2 separate regions of the Mus musculus genome follow, and region 2 is linked to region 1. Evidence: chromatin contacts called from public Micro-C data. All regions are on one chromosome and are shown on one strand. Each heading gives the region's core, a stretch centred on a gene start, on an enhancer-like site or on the middle of the called end of the contact. The rest is flanking DNA. Distances are from core to core; before and after follow the strand shown.

Region 1 (3,096 bases), core at 199-2,698:
TTCTTGAGTTTTTTATATATATTGAATATTAGTCCCCTATCTGATTTAGGATAGGTAAAGATCCTTTCCCAATCTTTTGGTGGCCTTTTTGTCTTATTGGCAGTGTCTTTTGCCTTACAGAAGCTTTGCAATTTTATGAGGTCCCATTTGTCAATTCTTGATCTTACAGCACAAGCCATTGCTCTTCTATTCAGGAATTTTCCCCCTGTGCATATCTTTGAGGCTTTCCCTCACTTTCTCCTCTATAAGTTTCAGTGTCTCTGGTTTTATGTGGAGTTCCTTGATCCACTTAGACTTGACCTTAGTACAAGGAGATAGGAATGGATCAATTTGCATTCTTCTACATGATAACCTCCAGTTGTGCCAGCACCATTTGTTGAAAATGCTGTCTTTTTTTCCACTGGATGGTTTTAGCTCCCTTGTAGAAATTTTCTTAATAATTAATTTTTATTTTAACATAATTATATTTAAGAGGTAGAGGTGAGACTTTGTCCTGATTTTAGATTTTCAAAATTTAAAAACAAACAAACAAACAAACAAAACCTGAAGTCTGGACATACTTACAGGCAGTCTGAGGTGAATGTCAGAGGTCAGGGTCTCAAGCCCGTAGCCTCCCATAGGTAAAGCCAGAGGTAAAGCCAGAGAAGTAGAGACTACAAAGTGGTCCTCCCAAGGGGCTTATTGGGACTCCAAGGCAGGATTTCCCTCTGCCCTTGACAAACCTCCTCCATGGCTCACGAGCTGCAATTCAGTTCAGATCTCACTGCACAGAACCCAAGACTGGACATCCCCACTACACTCGTTTTTCTATGGTCAATGTGGTTTCAAGGCTGTGCTGGACACTGAGTAAGATGAGGTGAATTCTGACCAGATTCACGGGAAGAGAAATGCCATGGGCGCACTCCCTGATGCCACTGTGTCGTTGTTTGTCAGGTTCAAAGGGGGCGTTTGGGACAAATGGAACTCTTCTTCTATTCTAGGTAACCCCCACTTCCCACCCCACCCAACTATGGCATTCTCCTGCTGAGGCTACTGAAGCCTCAGGACCAGGAATCTGCCATGAACTTAGCCTTGTCAGGGTGACTATGGACCACAGTCACCGTGGAGTAGGCACAGCAAAGCCGGCTTTCCAAGCCAAGGCTGCCTCGCCGGGCTCACCAAGGTGCTGCACGAGCCGACCCGCGTTCTGACAGAGGCCCACGCGCCAGGGCGGGGCTTAAGCGAGCCTCTTTAAAAGCTCCTGGGGCGGGTCCCGCCCCCACCTCTCGTCATTGGCTCTCTCCGTAGCGGCCTTGTTCCCATAGGTGCAGGGGGCGGGGGCTGAGTGAGACAGGCGTGGGGAGGGGGGCTTCACCTCAGCGGCTCCGCCCTGCTGGAAGAATGACGTGCGGTTAGGCCTGCGGGGTGACAGGCTCGCCCGGGCGCTGGTGCGGCGTCCCTGGAGACTCGGAGCCCGCCCTCCCGCCCGCCCGCCCGCGCGCGCTTCTCTCGTGGACGGCGGCGGCGGCGCGCGCGCGCGCGAGCGAGGGTGGAGGTGGCTCGTGCGTGCGTGTGAGTGAGCGCGTGTGTATGTGTGAGAGAGCGTGTGTGAGTGTGTGTGCACGCGCGCGTGGAGCCTGGGTACCGGTGCCCGACTGACTGCCTTCCACACCCTGCCTACTCCGCGCCTCCTTCCTCGCCTCTCTCCCGCCCGGCGGGCTGCCATCGTTGAGAGAAGGCCGGGGGACACAGGTGTGCGAGGCTTGCGGGACCGCTGGAGACAAAGGGGGCGCGGAGGTGAGCCCGCCATGGCCTCCCGGAGCCTGGGGGGCCTGAGCGGGAGCCGCGGCGGCGGCGGCGGCGGCGGCGGCAAGAAGAGCCTGAGCGCCCGCAACGCTGCGGTGGAGAGGAGGAACCTGATCACCGTGTGCAGGTGCGGGGCTGCGGGCGCCGGGCTGAGGGAGGTGCTGGGGCTCGGCGCTGCGGCCCGTGCCGCGCGTGTCCGCGGGCCAGCGGGGCCCTGCAGAGGGGCGGGAGCCTCTCCCCGCGAGGCCGTGGGCTAGCCCTCGCGTCTCAGGGTCCTCGCTTGGAGGCTGCCCGGGGAGGGCCGGGGCGGAGCCGGGGAGGAACCGTTTGGAACCGGCCAGCTTGCGTCTGAGGAGAAGAGGGCGGAGGAAGAGCAGCATCCAGCTGCTGTAGTAGTTACTGAGATGTCCCCAAATCCCTGTGCGTTCTCTTGCTGTCGCTTGTTGGCGTACGCATTTTCACTCCTCTCCCTCGGCCCTTATCTGTATTGGGTATCTAAGTCTTGTCAACTACAGTGCTTGTGCAATTGTGGAAGACTCCTGGTCAGTCCTTTTGGGCATTTATTTAAGTGCTTCCTGGTTGTAAATGTAGCCCTTCCTCCAGGAATTATAGAAATAGATCATCACTATCTATAAATCAAGAATTCAGAAAAAAACTGATTTTGAACAAGCTGATAAATTTTCTTTAAGTCTTATAATATTCTAGGCATCCATCTCTTAGTAACTACTCAGAGCCAATACGCTCTGTTAAAAATGATTTTGTTCCATCATACTGGTTAATCATCAACTACTGATAATTCTCTTGTTATCAGGTAAATGATGAAACCTTTCCTGCCTCTCTGGCTTATGTCTATTTTTTTTTTTCCTTATGTAAAATCGTGGCTAGCATCTTAAGCAGATTGCAGATATCTGTAGTAGGAATGACATTCAGTATTTAAGCAACTTTTAAAAAGTTGGATTCTAATGAATGCTCATCTTTCAGGAAGAGCTTTGCTCACAGTTTGCATTGTAAGTGGTAAAGTAATATAGACTATATTTATCATTTGTGCTGTGTAGAATACAAGCTTTTGGGACAGATGGGCTTTATTACATTGTTTTAAATTGAGGCAAATTTCTATGTTAGATTCATAGAAAAATAAGCTAGTTGGGTAGTCTTATCTTTTAAAGATATTAAAATTATTTTTTTAAAGAAATGAGTTTCAAAGCAGGTTCCAGCCTAACCTGTGCTTCTTGAATCATTTATGCTGCATCAGAGCTTCAGCGGACTCAAACTTCCCGATGGTTTAACATTGGAAGGTGGACCAAGTTGATC
Region 2 (3,055 bases), core at 181-2,680, 100 kb before region 1:
TGACATCACACCACAAAGAAAGGAAATGAGCAGGACCTCACATCTGCTCAAGCATCCCAAACCCGAAGCATATTGCAAAGTATGGCATAGTATGTACTCCTTGGTTGGGGCCAGACCCTAGAGTTAGCTAGTTCCCAATGACTGTTTCCTAGGACCTCTTCACCAGAGGTTCAACTCCACAGACCTTGGCTGGGAAACACTAATGCCACACAAAGCATTTCTCTGAAAGTACAGAGGAAAATAGAGCCACGCGTCTAAGAACACACAGAGACAAAGTGTCTTTAGTGTCTTGGAAGGTCCTCAACCTTCACATATTGGGATGCCTGGCTCGCAGACACCTGGTCTTCAGGAAATCACAGCCCTCTCACCTGCTGGGATCCCTGCTGTTTCTTGGTACCTGGAATGTCAATGAGCTGCCCTATTTTGACCTCTCATTTCTATCATCCTGATAACTGATGTTCCACTGTGACAGAGCTTGGATTCCTAGCTAACTGGAGGACCAAGGCCTCAGTTTGCATCCTGGCTCCAGCAGTGGTGGGCTTTATAGTAGTGAGGCATAGCCTGTGTCCCTCAGCCTCACCTGAAGCATGAAATAATAACAGAGCATACCTGACAGAGTTAGTGTAACTAGTAAAACACTTTCCAGGAAACCAAGTAAATGCCACACAATGTTGAGCTGTGGCTAAATAAATAAATAAATAAATAGCTGGGCATGCAGAACAGAGGGGGGGCGGGGGGAACAGATGTGGGAGGAAGGGGAGATAATGAAGGGGAAAAGGAGAGCTCCAGGGGGCTGGAGTAGTGATGTAAAATGGCATGAGGCACCAGAGTAATCCAGACTAGATTATGTAATCCAAAATGGAGAAGACAAATATACTTGGGATTTTTTTCCACTTTGAATCTCCCCAATTATTCATAATAAAATGGGACCACTTTCCTGAATCCAAGGGTGGCTTTAAGCTTGCTTGAAAAAAAAGAAAAGAAAAGAAAAAAAAGAAAAGAAAAGAAAAAGGAAAACAGCGAGAACAGCAGGTAGGGAGAGTGTACTGGCTAGTTTTATGTCAATTTGGTGTAAACTAGAGTCATTAGAGCAGAGAGAGCCACGATAAAGAAAATGCTTCCATAAGATACAGCTGCAGACAAGCCTGTAGGGCATTTTCTTAATTAGTGACTGATAGGGGAGAGCCCAGCCCATTGTGGGTGGGGCTACATCTGGGCTGGTAGTTCTACAAGAAAGCAGGCTGACTGAGCAAACCATAGGAAGCAAGCCAGTAAGTTGCTCCAGCTGTGGTCTCTGCATCAGCTCCTGCCTCTGGGGTCCTTCCCGTCTTCACTGAGTGACATAAACCCTTTCCTCCCCACATTGCTTTGTTCATGAGTGTTTCATCGAAGCACAGAAACCATTATTAAAACAGGGGGAGGAAAGAGGAAAAGAGAAAAGAAGAAGAGGGCTGGATGAGAAGAGAGGATTCCGACGGCAGTGGCCTGAAACAAAGCCCTGAGAAGCAGGTGTCGGTATTTGAAACTAAGGTTATGTTTCCATTTCAAATTCTAATCTTGAGATAAGCATAATAAATGTTGCCCAAATGGTGGCTATTAAAATATTATTATAGTAGCCAGGCAGTGGTGGCACATGACTTTAATCCCAGCACAAGAGAGGCAGAGGCAGGAGTATCTCTCAGTTCAAGGCCAACCTGGTTTACAGAGTCAGTTTCAGGACAGTCAAGGCCATATTTGTCTCAAAAAACAAAAAACAAACAAACAAATAAACAAAACCAAACAAAATTCCTGTAGATTGAGGAGATGACTCTGTTGGTAAAGGATTTGCCTTGCAAGCACAAGGACCCAAGTTTGACCTCTAGTATTCAGGGAAAAACATCTCAGCTACGCTTGGTGGCATGTGCCTGTAATCCTAGTTCTGAAGGTACAGGGATGGGTGGAGAGGTCATATCTCAAACAGAGAACAGCCATATCTCAAGAGGCATACTGGACTATACCTGAGAAATATCGCCCAGGGTGTATTCTGACCTCCACACAGCATGCATGTGCACTTGCACATACATACGTGTACACCCGAAGGAACACACACACACAAACACACACACCAGCATTGCCAGGACATAGTAAAAGAGAGTAAGAAAGCATAACTGGAAAGACTGTCCTTTTACTTAGTGACCAGTCATATTTAGTTCAACTCACCTTTCCAGAACCTTCTAGTTCCTTCTTATCTTTCAGTGCTTGTCCAGACAACATTTTCATTTCAACCACTCCTGCTATCGCAATGATGGGTACAATTGCTAAGAGTAAAAGTGTTAGTTGCCAGCCATAGATTAGGGATATGATGATTCCTGTCCCAAGATTTGCTATGTTCTGGAAAATCACAGCAAGCCTAGACCCTGTAGCCTGAAAAAGAAGAGACATGGTTTATAGTCTAAAATATGTTTAAGTATATATTTAAGAATAATAACTAATTTTCACAAAAAGCTTCTCACCTATGAAGTAAAAGGAAAGATGCCTTTATACAAAGCTTTTGGTTTCTAAAACAAAGATTTCCCATGATTTACAAGTGTAGAATAATAACCCAAAGTGCAAGTTTGTATTTCCATAATCTTTCAACACCAAAAACCCATGCACCAAAGCAAATCAGAATGTAAGGATCAGACAATTATATTAAATTGAGGATGGTGGTCATCTAGCCATGAAACTGCTTACAATTTAAGGAAGATAGGTGTCAATATACCTGGGCCTATTTGAAACACTTATTTTCTTGGAAAAATGCAGATTCAGAAGTTTTGGAATATGGTTTACAGTAAGCAGAGGCTTTGGATAAAATTCTGAAGGATTCATGACACATTGCTCTCACTCCTTTGCAATGATTCCTAACTCGAAACCAGCAGTTAATCTAGTCAGTGTAGCACACCAAGCAGAGCAGTCCACATCATTACTTGGTTACTCTGATACCTCATACAATCTAGCATCCCTATCCTGGCCTCCAGACCTAACTTCTCTGCAAATAGCACACATCCTTTACCAGTCCTATTTTTTTCACTTGAGC

The links. Hi-C and Micro-C count contacts between places; a contact is called where the count stands out from the background.
Region 2: a contact with region 1 is called in a Micro-C map of embryonic stem cells, with 3 times the contacts expected there. The contact joins the enhancer-like site here to the promoter of Rundc3b in region 1. A contact is called at or near these places in 1 of 39 promoter capture datasets (liver), 1 of 484 Hi-C or Micro-C datasets (embryonic stem cells), 2 of 115 datasets of contacts at active chromatin or transcription factors (the SCID.adh cell line and embryonic stem cells) and 3 of 9 other capture datasets (adipose tissue, liver and pancreatic islet).

The regions. Positions count from the first base shown.
Region 1 is chr5:8,621,304-8,624,399 of GRCm38.p6, reverse strand. Rundc3b (RUN domain containing 3B) reads left to right here and starts at 1,448. Exons shown (of 11, transcript NM_001347311.1): 1 at 1,448-1,912. The coding sequence starts at 1,788. All of the region lies in intron 2 of Abcb1a (ATP-binding cassette, sub-family B (MDR/TAP), member 1A), which reads right to left.
Region 2 is chr5:8,726,121-8,729,175 of GRCm38.p6, reverse strand. Abcb1a (ATP-binding cassette, sub-family B (MDR/TAP), member 1A) reads right to left here. Exons shown (of 30, transcript NM_011076.3): 23 at 2,200-2,403. Among named protein-coding and RNA genes, the nearest start is that of Gm31157, 32 kb to the right of the region's middle. Within about 2 kb of position 1,430, at least 8 of the 459 cell types and tissues checked have an H3K27ac peak or open chromatin away from gene starts, as enhancers often do. A contact at or near this core is called in embryonic stem cells, where this site is marked.